2 separate regions of the Sus scrofa genome follow, and region 2 is linked to region 1. A link is a contact called in public HiChIP or PLAC-seq data. All regions are on one chromosome and are shown on one strand. The core of a region is the stretch at or near the end of the contact, and the rest is flanking DNA. Distances in the headings are between cores, read along the strand shown. Region 1 holds the start of CHI3L1 (chitinase 3 like 1). Region 2 holds the start of CHIT1 (chitotriosidase-1).

Region 1 (6,659 bases), core at 1,764-4,263:
CGCCACACCTGTGGCACATGGAAGTTTCCAGGTTAGAGATTGAATCGGACCTACAGCTGCCAACCTACACCACAGCCACAGCTACATCAGATCCGAGCTGCGTCTTCGACCTACACCACAGCTCATGGCAATGCCAGATTCTTAACCCACTGGGTGAGGCCAGGGATTGAACCTGCAACCTGATGGTTCCTAGTCAGAATCATTTCCGCTGTTCCACGATGGGAACTCCTATAAGTACCTATTTTAAAAGATGCAAAGCAGGACATTATGGCAGGTATCCTAAACGTGGATCCCTATCTAAATATCTAGACTCTGGGTGTAAGCAGTGTTATACTATAAAATGCCTAGGTAGCCATTCAAAATAGCTGTTTCTTTTTCACAAGAAGTGATGCAAACATGAAGTTCCTGCTGCTTGCTGTGCCATGAACAAATCCTTTGTCTCTGACCTAGGAGTCTTGTCTTCTGCCAGAATCCATGAGGCTGTGGCTGTCTGTGTCACTGGCTTGCAAGCAGTATAAAATCTTGGGCCCGGAGTTCCCATCGTGGCGCAGTGGTTAACGAATTCGACTAGGAACCATGAGGTTGAGGGTTTGGTCCCTGCCCTTGCTTAGTGGGTTAAGGATCTGGCGTTAGCTGTGAGCTGTGGTGTAGGTTGCAGACGCGGCTCGGATCCCGCGTTGCTGTGGCTCTGGTGTAGGCCGGTGACTACAGCTCCAATTAGACCCCTAGCCTGGGAACCTCCATATGCTGCGGGAGCGGCCCAAGAAATAGCTTAAAAAAAAAAAAAGGCCCATCATAGTTATTGACAGGCAAGTAGATGGCACATACAAAGGTCCTGAGGTGAGAGAGAGTAGAGTGAATATAAGGATCTGAAAGAAGGCATGCATGGGCGGGTTAGAGGGAGTAAACTGGGCATGGAATGATGTGAGATGAGGCTGCGAGGTGATGTGCCTGGGGACTTTTGGCCAATCCTGCTGGAGAAGGCCCAGGGGATGTCTTGGATATTTGTCATGACGATATCATTATTATGTAATTCCATCATTACGGAATTAATAAACTGGTTTGGGGGGAGCACAGGACAAGGCTTGGGCCATTCTGAATCTATGAAATAATTCTTAACAAAGAAAGAGGGTGAAAATAGGTGTTTTCTTAGCATCCTGCACTTTGTTAGGAAAAAATTTGCATGCCTGCTACTTTGTAATACTTCTATCAGGGATGAGAGGAAGTTCACTTCCCAACCACCCAAACAAACAAGGATAAGTTTTCGTGGACTATCACCGTTGTCAATCATTTAGGCTACAAAAGAAAGCTTGTTGCTTTAACAGGGAGAAACAATGTCCCTTTAGCATTTGTGAGTATGACTCTGGACAAACCACCTTCTGTCCTCTTCTCTTACAATAAAGGGGTGAAATTGTTTCAGTCTTATAGGAAGAGGAAGGAAGAGAAGGGGGACAGAGGGAGAGACCACCAAGAGAGGGATGTGAAAGCAATGTGGCTAACATCGGATTATTACTTAATGTTATTGTAAAAATAAAGGTATCTGTTGAGAAGCCCTCCAACCCACGCTGGCAATTCAGAACTTTCACTCACTATCTATTAATTAATATATAGCCTGCAAAGAATTGAGCTGACCAGAATCTTTGGCCAAAAAGTTTCCACAAACAGGGGACAAACCATGCAAAGGCTTGTTAAGAAGTTTGTTCTTAGAGTTCCTGTCGTGGCTCAGTGGTTAACGAATCCGACTAGGAACCATGAGGTTGCAGGTTCAATCCTTGTCCTTGCTCAATGGGTTAAGGATCTGGCATTGCTGTGAGCTGTGGTGTAGGCCAGCAGCTGCAGCTCCAATTAGACCCCTACCCTGGGAACCTCCATATGCCGCTGGTGTGGCCCTAGAAAAAGACAAAAACAAAAACAAAAACAAAAAAAAAAGAAGTTTGTTCTTATCTGAAGAGTGATACAAAATCACTGAAGGATCTAGAAAGAGATAACTTCGTTGAGCTTGCATGTCAAGAGAGAGGAGCTCAAGTTATGGAGATTATTCATCTTCTGAGATTAACCTCTCCTGGGGGAAATCAAAAGTTATCAAAAGTTGTCTCATTTTTACTCCTTGCTACTTTGTTGCAGTCCCAGTCTTGCCAGATCCAGATCCTTTCTCACACCTTTTTTTTTTCTTCATTTTTGGCCGCCCTGAGTCCTATAGAATTCCTAAGCTAGGGATCAGATCTCTGAGCCGCAGTCATGACCTAAGCCACAGCTGTGGCAACCAGATCTTTAAACCACTGTGCCCAGCTGCGGATTGAACCCACACCCCAGCACTCCCAAGACACTACTGATCCCGTTGCGCCACAGAGGGAACTCCTTTTCTCACTCATTTTCACTGGCTTTTCAAAAAGGAAGAAAAACAGCACCAGGTCTCAGAGCATTCTTGGGAATTTCCCACTGTCTCCAGCTTTTCCTTTAAATAATCTGTACATCAGTTGCTCTCTGACCCTCTACTCTCAGGCCTGGCTGTGGGAAACAGCTTGGAGAAGGAGAGTAGGTCAGGCAGGGTGCTGCTGGGCTCAGGGAGAGACTAAATAGCAGCCTTGTTTGGGGCACCATGGATTACAGAACTCAATTGTGACCAGTTTCAACCCGGCCAAGGGCCTAGATGCATGGAGTGCTGGAGAGGAAAAGGTAGAAGCTGCCAGAAAAGCCCAGAAACTGCCAGTGAGAAAACAGAGAAAAGTGAGTGTGAGGTTGAGTCACTGGCCCCGGGAGCCCCCAGATCATAGCCTTAACAGCTCTTCTGCTGGCAGATGCCTCAGGGAGATCTGGCCCAAGTTTTCAAAACTCTCCAGGGTTTCTCAATCGCCTTGGTGGCAGGGCTCCACCCCCACCACTTTCAAGCCTGGTAGTTCCTTCATTGACACATAGCTCAGTTCCCATAAATGGGATGGTGTGGGGCGTGGGGGAGTGGAGTGGGACAGGTATAAGAGGAAGTTCAAGGTCTGAGGAAGTGTCCTGCCTACGCTGTGGGCTGCAGGAGGCTGACGGCACAGGAAGAAGCCACACAGCCACCCCTCTTCTACAGCCAGGATGGGTCTGAGGGTGGCTCAGACAGGTCTCTGGGTTGGCCCTTGAGCCACTGCACAGAGGGACTGGCCTCCTACCTGCAGAGTGGGAGGGGCAGTGGGAAGGAGAGGGAAGGGGGTGGAAAGCAGAGATGGGGAGGGAGGGAGGAGGAGCCTGGTCTGAGGAGGCCCTTGACCTTGATTCCCTGATTGGGGTGGCTGGGGGCCGGGGATGGGGTGGAGGGGTAGCGGGGGGGGGTGCGGTGATGGGGAGCAGAAGGATGGGCAGGAGATACTTGCAGGAGGTGGTCTCACCTTGCATTTCCTTTCAGGTTTTGTGGCCCTGGTGCTGCTCCAGAGCTGTAAGTAACCCCCTTTTAAGTCCCAGGAGGTGTGGGTGTGGCAAGGGCTGTGAGGAGGAGACCTGAGCACTGACAGAGTGTGTTTCCAATTTCTTCTGTGGCTTAAATGGCTGAGAAATATTAGCATTTGTTAAACCCAGGTGATGAGGTAATGAGTATATAGATGTTTATCATACTACTACTCCCTACTTTTCTACTACTTTTCTATATATTTAAACAATTTCAAAATTAAAATTTTTCAAAGACTCAGATTCAGTGAAGTCTTCAACTAAGGGTCTGGTGGGAACCACTAACAGGAGCCCAGAGACAGCAACGATGAAGGATGCTCACTGCCAGAGGGCAGAAGAGGCCTACTTTGCAGCAGGAGAAATCAGAATGAGAGGAGAGGAGGAATTGATCCATTGAGCTATTGTACCCCAGCTTGAGGGATGGACCAAGAGAGCCTAGGGACTGCTGTTCTGGGTGGGTTGCAAGTTAGGGGCACTCCCACAGGAAGGCAGAGAAGAGATGAGCCAGAGAATCTCAGATCAAATACTCCACTGAAGGTCCTGCGAGAATCTCCCCTGAAGGCCAGGGTCTTCTGACACTGGCTGTTGAAGACTGGGCACCTCCTCTCCTTCAAAGCCACTGCCTCCAGGAAGCCTTCTTTACTTGCACCAGGTCCCATTTCATCTTTATTCATCAGCCTGCTCCCCTCGCACCCCACCCTGGCAGTATATTTATCCATTGCATTTGATCTTTTCTAAGCGTTTTCAGAATTGACCTTATTATTTTGCTTTTTAGGGCTGCACCCGAGGCATATGGAAGTTCCTAGGCTAGGGGTTCAATCTGAGGTACAGCTACTGGCCTACACCACAGCCACAGCAATGCCAGATCCTTAACCCACTGAGAGGGGCCACGGATCAAATCCACAACCTCATGTTTCCTAGTCAGATTTGTTTCTGCTGTGCCATGATGGGAACTCCGGAATAGGGCCTTATTTTCATCAAACAAGAACAAAAAGGCAGAGGCACCTGAGCCAGACCCTTTCATTTAGGATTCTAATTTTGCTCACAATTCTGTCCATCTATCCCGCCCCCTAAAATCCCATTGGTGTGCAGCTTGGGGCTCAGGCTCAATCCTGGCCCAGGCCCCACCCTAGCCTTCTCCTTCAGGTGCTGCCTACAAGCTGGTTTGCTACTATACCAGCTGGTCTCAGTACCGGGAGGGTGATGGGAGCTGCTTCCCAGATGCCATCGACCCCTTCCTCTGCACCCACATCATCTACAGCTTTGCCAACATAAGCAACAATGAGATTGACACCTTGGAGTGGAATGATGTGACGCTCTATGACACACTGAACACACTCAAGAACAGGTTGGGCCATGGGCTGGCCAGGGCTGGAGGAAGATGGAGGGTTAGCCGGGCTGGCTTCAGGGCAGAGTCCCTCTGCCCAAGGGGATGGCCCTCAGTACTCCCCTCTGGGTGGAGAGTAGGAGGGCCTCGGCTTCAGTGAGAGGAGGTGATGAGGGGAAGTGGCAGGTTATTGAAAGAGGCAGACTGTAGAAGAAGGTGCAGCTGAGCTCCCTTGGGAAAGGGAGGCATGTCTCTCATCACCTCTCCATGGAGCATCAGAGTGTTCATGGCTCTATTTTGTCATAGCCTGGCTTCCCCATTGGAGGGAATGAAATTGGGCAGCATACCTAGGAGTAACTGCCACAAATACTTAGCAGTTCTTAGCCTACTAAATCTCAGGGTTGGAAGGAAGGACCTCCCACTCCAAGCTAGAAGCCTTCCACAGCCTCCCAAACATGGGGCCACCCCATGCTCCAACAACTTCCCTTCACCCCTACCCTCCTGCTTCCCTGTGCTCCACAGGAACCCCAACCTGAAGACCCTCCTGTCTGTTGGAGGATGGAACTTTGGTTCTCAAAGGTAGGACACATTCCCCAGAGGATGATGGAGTAGGAAGAGGCGTAAGTTTCTCCTCACCTGCTATGTGTGGGGCAGGTGGTCACGGGGATCCCAAACTGGTCAGGCACAGGGTCCTAAATGGTTTTCAGGGGTCTACCTCATGTACAACCAATAAATCAGAGCCCAAAAGGGAAAGGGACTTGCCAAGAGTCACACAGCAAGGTAAGGCTTCTGATTTCCTGCAAATGCTCTTTTAAACTGCTTCTCAGACATGAAAGCAAAGACATTTGGGGGCTACTATCCGAAGGGGCTGGAAAGAGAGAGATGAAATGAAAGGAAACATTTGGAAGTGGAGGCCCTGGGAAGACTTCATGGAGTGGGTAGAGTAGGAGCTCTGAAAAGGGGACAAGGTATGGCCATGAGAGCTCCCATGCATGTCATGCATCCTGTCCAGCCATTATCACATGTAATCCTCATAACAGCACTACGTGATATATTTATGCCCATTTTAGAGATGAGGAAGCTGAGGCTCAGGTTATAACCTGCTCAATGTGTCTTGGATAGTAGATGATAGATCCAAGGATATCTGGCTCCAAAGCGTACACTCTAAGATGCCTAGAGATGGGTCTTGTCCCAAACATGGCCTCTTAGAGCTGTGTGGGTTTGGGCTCCATATGTCCCAGAGACCTACCCCCAGAGGGCCGAGGCATTCAGCATTTTGGTGCTGAGAATTCTATTGGGGTGATTTCGGTTCCAGATTTTCCAAAATAGCCTCCAACACTCAGAGTCGCAGGACTTTCATCAAGTCGGTGCCACCATTCCTGCGGACCCATGGCTTTGATGGACTGGACCTAGCCTGGATCTTCCCTGGGCGGAGAGACAAGCGGCATCTCACCACTCTAGTCAAGGTGCTGGTCGGGTTGGGGAAAGGAACAGGGAGGGTACAAGCTGTCTTCAGGGATGTTCTCCTGAGGCAGGCAAGGGAGGATTGAGGCCTCCTGGCTGCAGGATCCTGAGATCTGGACCAGAGATAAGACCCGAACTGGTCTGTGTCCTGAGATCTTACCCAGCGAGGAAGAATCACATGACACCGTGGGAGATGGATAGGGCTTCTAAGAGGCAGAGGTCACTAAGCAGAGTGCCCGCTCCTCTCTGCCCAGATAGGGGAGCATCACTGGCCCCTCTTCATTCCCACATGGATGCTGCCTACTCTCCAGCATGCACTGCATCGGAGACAGCCCCATCTGGGGCAGCCCAAGCATCTCTAGTTACCCCAGGGACATAGTGATCATTTAAACAAATCGTTCACAAAAACAATACAAATCGTTTTAATTTTGTGTTCTCATGCACA
Region 2 (6,659 bases), core at 1,382-3,881, 46 kb before region 1:
GAGCAGGGAGATAGTGCATTTACATCAACCAGCTACTTACTGAGCACTTGTCATTGAGTGGTGAGGGGACTGAGGAAATAACATTCAATCATCAATTGACTCAATATTTTCAGACATTGTTGAGGTCTATTATACAGTGCACAGTAGTGAACAGACAGACATGGTTCCCACTCTCGGGGCTTCCAGTCTAGTAAGAAAGATACACATTTGACCTGGCAAATCACAAAATAATTACATAATTGCAAATTAAGATAAGGGCAAGGATGGAAGGAGCATGCTGCTTCAGGAGAGAATAACAGTAATAGATAGGTCAGGGGGATGAAAAGAAACAGCTGCATTAACCAAGGTAGTGGTGCTAATGGTGAGGTTACTGGACACAGCAGAGACCTTGGATGATTGGGGGCAGGTCAGGATCTGGAGTGACTCAGAATCTGCAGGGTCCTTTTGGTGACATGAAAATGATCAGGAAACCTCAAAGCTGACAGGTCAGTTGTGTATATGGGGTGGTGGCAAGATAAGGAGGCCACCTGCCTCTCTGGAGAAGCTTCTCAAGGTCTCCTAGTTTTCATTCCCCACCTTCACCCTTCCCCTCCTGCCCACATTCTAGGACCTGAGGCACTTCTATAGACATCAGGTGACTCTGAATGGGCTCCTTTGCAAGATCATCAAGTGAGAGGGAAGGTGAGGACATAAGGACCGTCCATCTGGGCACAGAGGTCTGACCCCTCAGGGGCCTCATAGAGGTTACCAGAGCCCTGATCTCTGACACCCACAGAGACTGGGCAGAAGTGGGCTAGGGAGCCCCAGGAATAACAGCAGCCAGTGACCAGTGCCTTTGCAACAATCCTCTAAGGACTTCTTTTTACAGATGAAGAAACCAACACCCAGAGAAATTAAGGAACGTGCTGGAGGTTACACAGATAGTAAATGGCAGAGTTGGGATTCAAACCCAGGCAACCTGACTCTGGAGTCTGCTGCCACTGGACATTGCTGCTCAGTCATCCAGGCCGCTCACATGAAGGCCAAAGACCAAGGACTGGATTGCTCAGATGCTGCAGAATTTTTCCAGGACCCCAGAGTTCATGGGTGCATGGTCCATTATCTGCAAGACATAATAAATAACATGTGCCAGTTAGGTCCTGTAGTGGCTCAGGGATGTCCCCCCTAATATCTCCAGCCAGCACCTCAGGATGTGACCTTACTTGGATAAGGATTTTTGCAGATGTAATTAAGGTAGGAATCTCAAGAAGAGATCATGCTGGATTAGGTGGGCCCTAAATTCAATGACAGGGGTTTTTGTAAGAGGCAGAAAAGAAGAAGATACAGAGGAAAAAGCCACGTGAGAATGCAGACAGACACTTGGGTGATGCTTCCACAAAGAAGGAACTCCAGAAGCTGTCAGACACTGGAGGAGGCAAGGACAGATCCTTCCTGATAAATTTTGGAGAAAGTACGGCCCTGCCAACACATTGATTTCAGACTTCTGGGCTCCCAAACTGTGAGAATACATTTTTGTTGTTTTAAGCCACCGAGTTTGTGGTAATTTGTTATAGCAGCCACAGGAAACTAATAGAAGTCCATACTATTCCTTACGAGAAACACAGGCAGAGGAGTTCCCCTTGTGGCTCAGTGATAATGAACCTGACTAGTATCCATGAGGATGTGGGTTTGATCCCTGGCCTTGCTCCGTGGGTTAAGGATCTGGTGCTGCCATGAGTTGTGCTGGAGCTCACAAACACAGCTTGGATCTGATGTTGCTGTGGCTGTGGTGTAGGCCACAGCTGCAGCTCCTGATTTGACCCCAGCCTGGGAACCTCCATGTACCGTGGGTGCGTTATCATTATATAGTTTTCTCAATGGATATAAAAGCATATCACATGGATAGCAATAAAAATACCTTACAAAATATAAACTGTATTTGCAACACCATCATCTTTTTTTTTATTTTATTATTTTTTTTTTGTCTTTTTGCCTTTTTCTTGAGCCGCTCCCATGGCACATGGAGGTTCCCAGGCTAGGGGTCTAATCAGAGCTGTAGCTGCTGGCCTACGCCAGAGCCACAGCAATGCAGGATCCGAGCCGCATCTGAGACCTACACCACAGCTCATGGCAATGCTGGATCCTTAACCCATTGAGCGAGGCCAGGGATCGAACCTGAAACCTCTTGGTTCCTAGTCGGATTCATTAACCACTGTGCCACGATGGGAACTCAGCAACACCATCATCTTACAGAGAAGTTACATGAGTTTCAGAGAAGGCCATGACCAAGCGAGCAGGCAGGCCAGCTCCCTTGCCTCATGAGGCAGGCTCTGTGAGCTCTCATGGTCCTTACCAAGCCACACAGAGAAAGTCAGAATCATGCTCCTCTAGCAGAAAGTTCAGAAACACTTCCCGCTTCCCTTCCTCTTCCTCCTGATTTGGCAATGATGAGAGCCCAGTTTACACCCTGTGATTGTTCCAGAAAACCAAGGGTTGCTAAAGGCCATTGTGTCAGGTTTGCCCAATCCATGCTGCTTGACACCCTAGCTCTCCATACCACATCCCCTGTCCTGTGTCCTTCCTCTGCCCCACCTGATTTCAACACCCCTGGCTGTGCTGGGACAGGGAGGCCCAATAAAAGGGGGGGCAGTGCTGGGTAGCTTGTTGCTGGGACTGGAGTCTGTCACTGTGCCAGCACCATGGTATGGTCTGTGGCCTGGGCAGGTGAGTGGGAGCTGTCAGGGAGTGTGAGCTGGGCCCCTGGAGCTGTGGGGAGGTGAGGGTGTGTCTGTGAAATGGCTCCATGGCCATCAGTAAGGAAGAGGGAGCTTTCAGAACTTAGGAAGGTCAAGTTCATTCCTCCTCTGCTGCCTGGCTTGCAATCCTTCATTGCCTTTCCTGTGGGATCCCTCTGGGGTCTTTCAGCCCATGAGCCTTTGTGTTGCAAGGAAAAGATTTCTCAAAAGGCTGAAAATGACTTTTCCTCCTGTTCTGGAAGCCCAGAGTCAGTGAACACCTTAGCATGTTTGGTTTTGTGTCTCCTGTGTTCTTAGGGCTCCTGCTTTCCAAGAGGCACCCACTGCCAAGGGATTCTTCCTCAACTTGCTGCTGGTTGCCCAGCAAAGGGTGGCCAGGGGCCATGATCCTGGGTGTCCTTACAATTTTTTAATTTTCTTTTTTAGGGCCACACCTAAGGCATATGGAAGTTCCCAGGCTAGGGATCAAGTCAGAGCTGCAGCTGCTGGCCTACACCACAGCCAGAGCAACTCAGGATCCAAGCCACATCTGTGACCCACACCAAAGCTCAGGGCAATGCTGGATCCTTAACCCATTGAGCGAGGCCAGGGATTTGAACCCCAGTCCTCATAGTTACTAGTTGGGTCTGTAACCCACTGAGCCACAAAGGGAACGCCCACAAGTTTTCACGCAAGTTTCACTAGGTTAATGGGAAAACACAAGGTCATCAGAAGGGTGAAAGATGTATGTCAAAAGGAGTCCTGCTGAGCGCTAGGTCTCCAAGGATGTTGGTAATTCAGCCAGCGTCTTGTGCGGTGTGGCAGGAAAGCAGCACAAAGCAGTAAATAGTGGCTGTAAGGTACAGGGGCTACTGAGAGATGGAATGTCTGGCCAAACTCTTTCAAATTATCTCCTTCCAGGCCCAGCATAGGTTTTCTTCTAGTTCCAAAAGAGAAACTTTCTAAAAACCTTAAAAGCCAATGGTTTTCCTAGAGTCTTCCTAAATCCATACCACCTTCCACTGATGCTCTAGAGAGGGAGCAGGCTCAGCTCATGGAAACTTCCCTTCAGCTCTGGGCCTTCCCCTGGGTCCCTTCTGGGCAGAAGAAGCTTGATTTGTAGGAAATTGTCCTGAGCCCACTCCTCCCCGACTACCTCTACCTCCCGTGCTTCAGTAACTAAACAGGGCCTGGGAAAGTGAGAATGTCATTGTAAACTCTCCCTTCTCTTTTGTGCTATTCAGGTTTGATGGTGCTGCTGATGATCCAGTGGGGTAAGTGGCACCTTTCTTGAGACTAGCCCCGGATTTCCTAAGCCCCATTCCCTTGGCTTGGCTACCCTCTTCCACTCACTCCCCCAACCTTACTCCTACCCCAAGAGCTCTTGCCAGATTTCTCCTCCAAAGCTCAGCTTCCCCCAAGTGTCCTTATCACCTTACTAGCCCTGCAGTTCCTTCTCCCAAGAAGGTTCTGGCCTCCTCACCCACTAGCTCAACTCATCTATGTCTGTGGGGCCGACAAATTTCAGCCTCTCTCTGGCCTTTCCTGAGGTCACTTGCTCCAACCTCTGTGCTCTCATGGCACCTGAGCCCATTTTACAGTGTATAGCGCAGTGTTTCTAATTACTGGCTTGAGTGTCCCTCCCTCCATGTCCTAGTCCCACGGCTCAGCAAGAACAACACTGTCATCCCGTGTCTGTTGCACTGATTGCATGTGCAGCATGGGAGAGCCAGGATGGGCTCCTGCTCATGCAAGAGGAGAGAACTCTCTGGGTGATCTTTAGCAACTTGGACTCCTGGGTTCCCTTCCCACCCCACCCTACTCCCTATACTCAGCCCCTCATCCTGAGGCTGGGCTGTGGCACTGGACACACATTTCCCTTCTACATCTCACAGAGGGAACAGCCAGGGGCCAGAGAAATAACAAACATGGGGAAGAGAGAGAGGTTGAAGATTTCCTAAAAAGCTTTAGCCCAAGCTACTTCTGGTCATATGGAATGCTATGATATGGCACAGTATATGTTTATGATAATAGAATTTTGTGTGGATGAAGTTAATATACATAAAGCACTAAGGGACAGAGCTTACTATCTGCCAGCCCTGTTCTGAGTGTTTTACATACATTAACTCTCTGCCCACGTGATAGTCCTTCAAAGAGGAACAGGGATCATTCCTATTTTATGAAGGAGAAAGCTAAATTATCTGGCTAAAAAGTTGCAGAGTTGGGATTTCAGCCCAGGCATTGAAGCTCCAGAGTCCCCACTGTTAACCACCAGAGCTTATTGCCACTATAGTACAAAACTCTCTGCATGACATTTGATATGTTATGGCAGGATATGATACAGAATAAAAGAGCTTCCTGGCTCCTTTCTAGATGATCCCCGGGATGTGTTCTCTGAGTTAATTCCCTCCTTCCTTCTTTTGCTTTGGAGAATTTACCAGTCTTCCTTCTATATCACTCCAGGCTACACCTCCCATCCCCATGAGCAAGCTTCATCCTGGGTGACATCCAGTTAGGGCTAGTGACCCTATCCAGTCCATGGCCCAAGGGGCATCTCTGCCAGCCCCTCATGCTCTGGGTTCCCACACACCCTCCTTCATGCCACTTGGCCCTGCTGTCCCTCTTCATCCAGCCACAAAGGGGTTGGAGGAGGGTGCAGAGAGACCCTGTCTGGGCAAAAGGAAATTTAGGGCCTAGACCATGGCCACAGACAAGATATATTCCAAACCCACCATTCTGCCAAGCACCTGGCATAAAATATTGGTGTATATAAACCATATAACTGTAGTCTGCGTGGCTGGAGGAGCCATCACTGCTAGACAACCCCCACCCCTACGTGCAAAGCCATTTCACATGTTGTCGAGATGCCAGAAACAAGCTGCCTTTTCCTAGAGAAAATACGCTCTTTATTAGAACCTTGTCAATGATGTTAATAAACATAGATTCTCTACAGGAGGGTAGTAGACGCAAATCTCTTTAAAGCAGGACTAAAGTAACATAAACCCGGGGGCTGGTAACTGGGGCCTCCTCTCTGCTACTTCCTATGTTTACATTTTAATTAACATTCTGAAGTCTTCCAAGCTGTTTTAAAAGTTCTGCCTCCCTTCCTTCAGCAGGTGAAGGGCCATGTTTAACACCCTCTGGCCTGACATGGGTTCTGCCTCCAGGCAGAGGGTGCCAGTCCATGGCAGGCCCTTCTGATCGCTATTTCTTTCCTTTGCCCCAACCGGCCAGGCTCTGCTGCAAAACTGGTCTGCTACTTCACCAACTGGGCCCAGTACAGAGAGGGGGCTGCTCGCTTCTTGCCCAAGGATGTGGACCCCAATCTGTGCACCCATCTCATCTATGCCTTTGCTGGCATGAACAACCACCAGCTCAGCTCCACAGAGTGGAATGATGAGGCGCTATACAAAGACTTCAATGGCCTGAAGAAGATGTGAGCTGTAGTGGAGGGGGTGGGAGGCAGGAAGGCTGGTGCCTCCTCTCAGAGCCAGAAACCTTCCCCAGTGCCGCGAGCCATTGCAGACACTTTGTGTGGCATTGGGAAAGTCTCATTCCCTCTCTGGGCTTTCCTGCTTATGTGGAAGAGGAGGGAGATAGAGCCTGCTTAAAGACACTTCCACTTTAGGTCTCAGCGGAATCTGGATTGTGAAACTGCCTCCCCCTGCTGGAAGTGAAAGCCCTTCTTTCTCCTAAAATCTGTCTTTCAGCTCAAGTGTTATTACCACCTCAATAAAACCTCTCAAATGTTCTGCCCTGACCTCTTACTTTCTGAATTCCTTGATAAGAGGTCCTCAAAGGCAGGAACGTGTCTTTTCTTCCCTAACGTAGGCTCCTCTTCTACAGGCTCTGGGCATAGGGATTTATATATCTCTCACCTCCCCTCTTCGACCCTGCCAGGCTCCTGCTTCCCCAGTAGTGACGTGAGCCCTGGAGCTGGTTGGG

What was found. HiChIP or PLAC-seq counts read pairs in DNA pulled down with a chosen protein or histone mark.
Region 2: an H3K27ac HiChIP or PLAC-seq map of alveolar macrophages shows a contact between it and region 1. The contact joins the promoter of CHIT1 here to the promoter of CHI3L1 in region 1. A contact is called at or near these places in 1 of 47 Hi-C or Micro-C datasets (blood) and 1 of 2 datasets of contacts at active chromatin or transcription factors (alveolar macrophages).

What each region holds. Positions count from the first base shown.
Region 1 is chr9:113,891,387-113,898,045 of Sscrofa11.1, reverse strand. CHI3L1 (chitinase 3 like 1) reads left to right here and starts at 3,013. Exons shown (of 10, transcript NM_001001540.1): 1 at 3,013-3,103; 2 at 3,386-3,415; 3 at 4,570-4,771; 4 at 5,273-5,329; 5 at 6,066-6,216. The coding sequence starts at 3,079.
Region 2 is chr9:113,937,417-113,944,075 of Sscrofa11.1, reverse strand. It overlaps CHIT1 (chitotriosidase-1), which reads left to right and starts at 2,631. Exons shown (of 11, transcript XM_003130296.4): 1 at 2,631-2,703; 2 at 3,959-3,988; 3 at 5,949-6,150. The coding sequence starts at 2,679.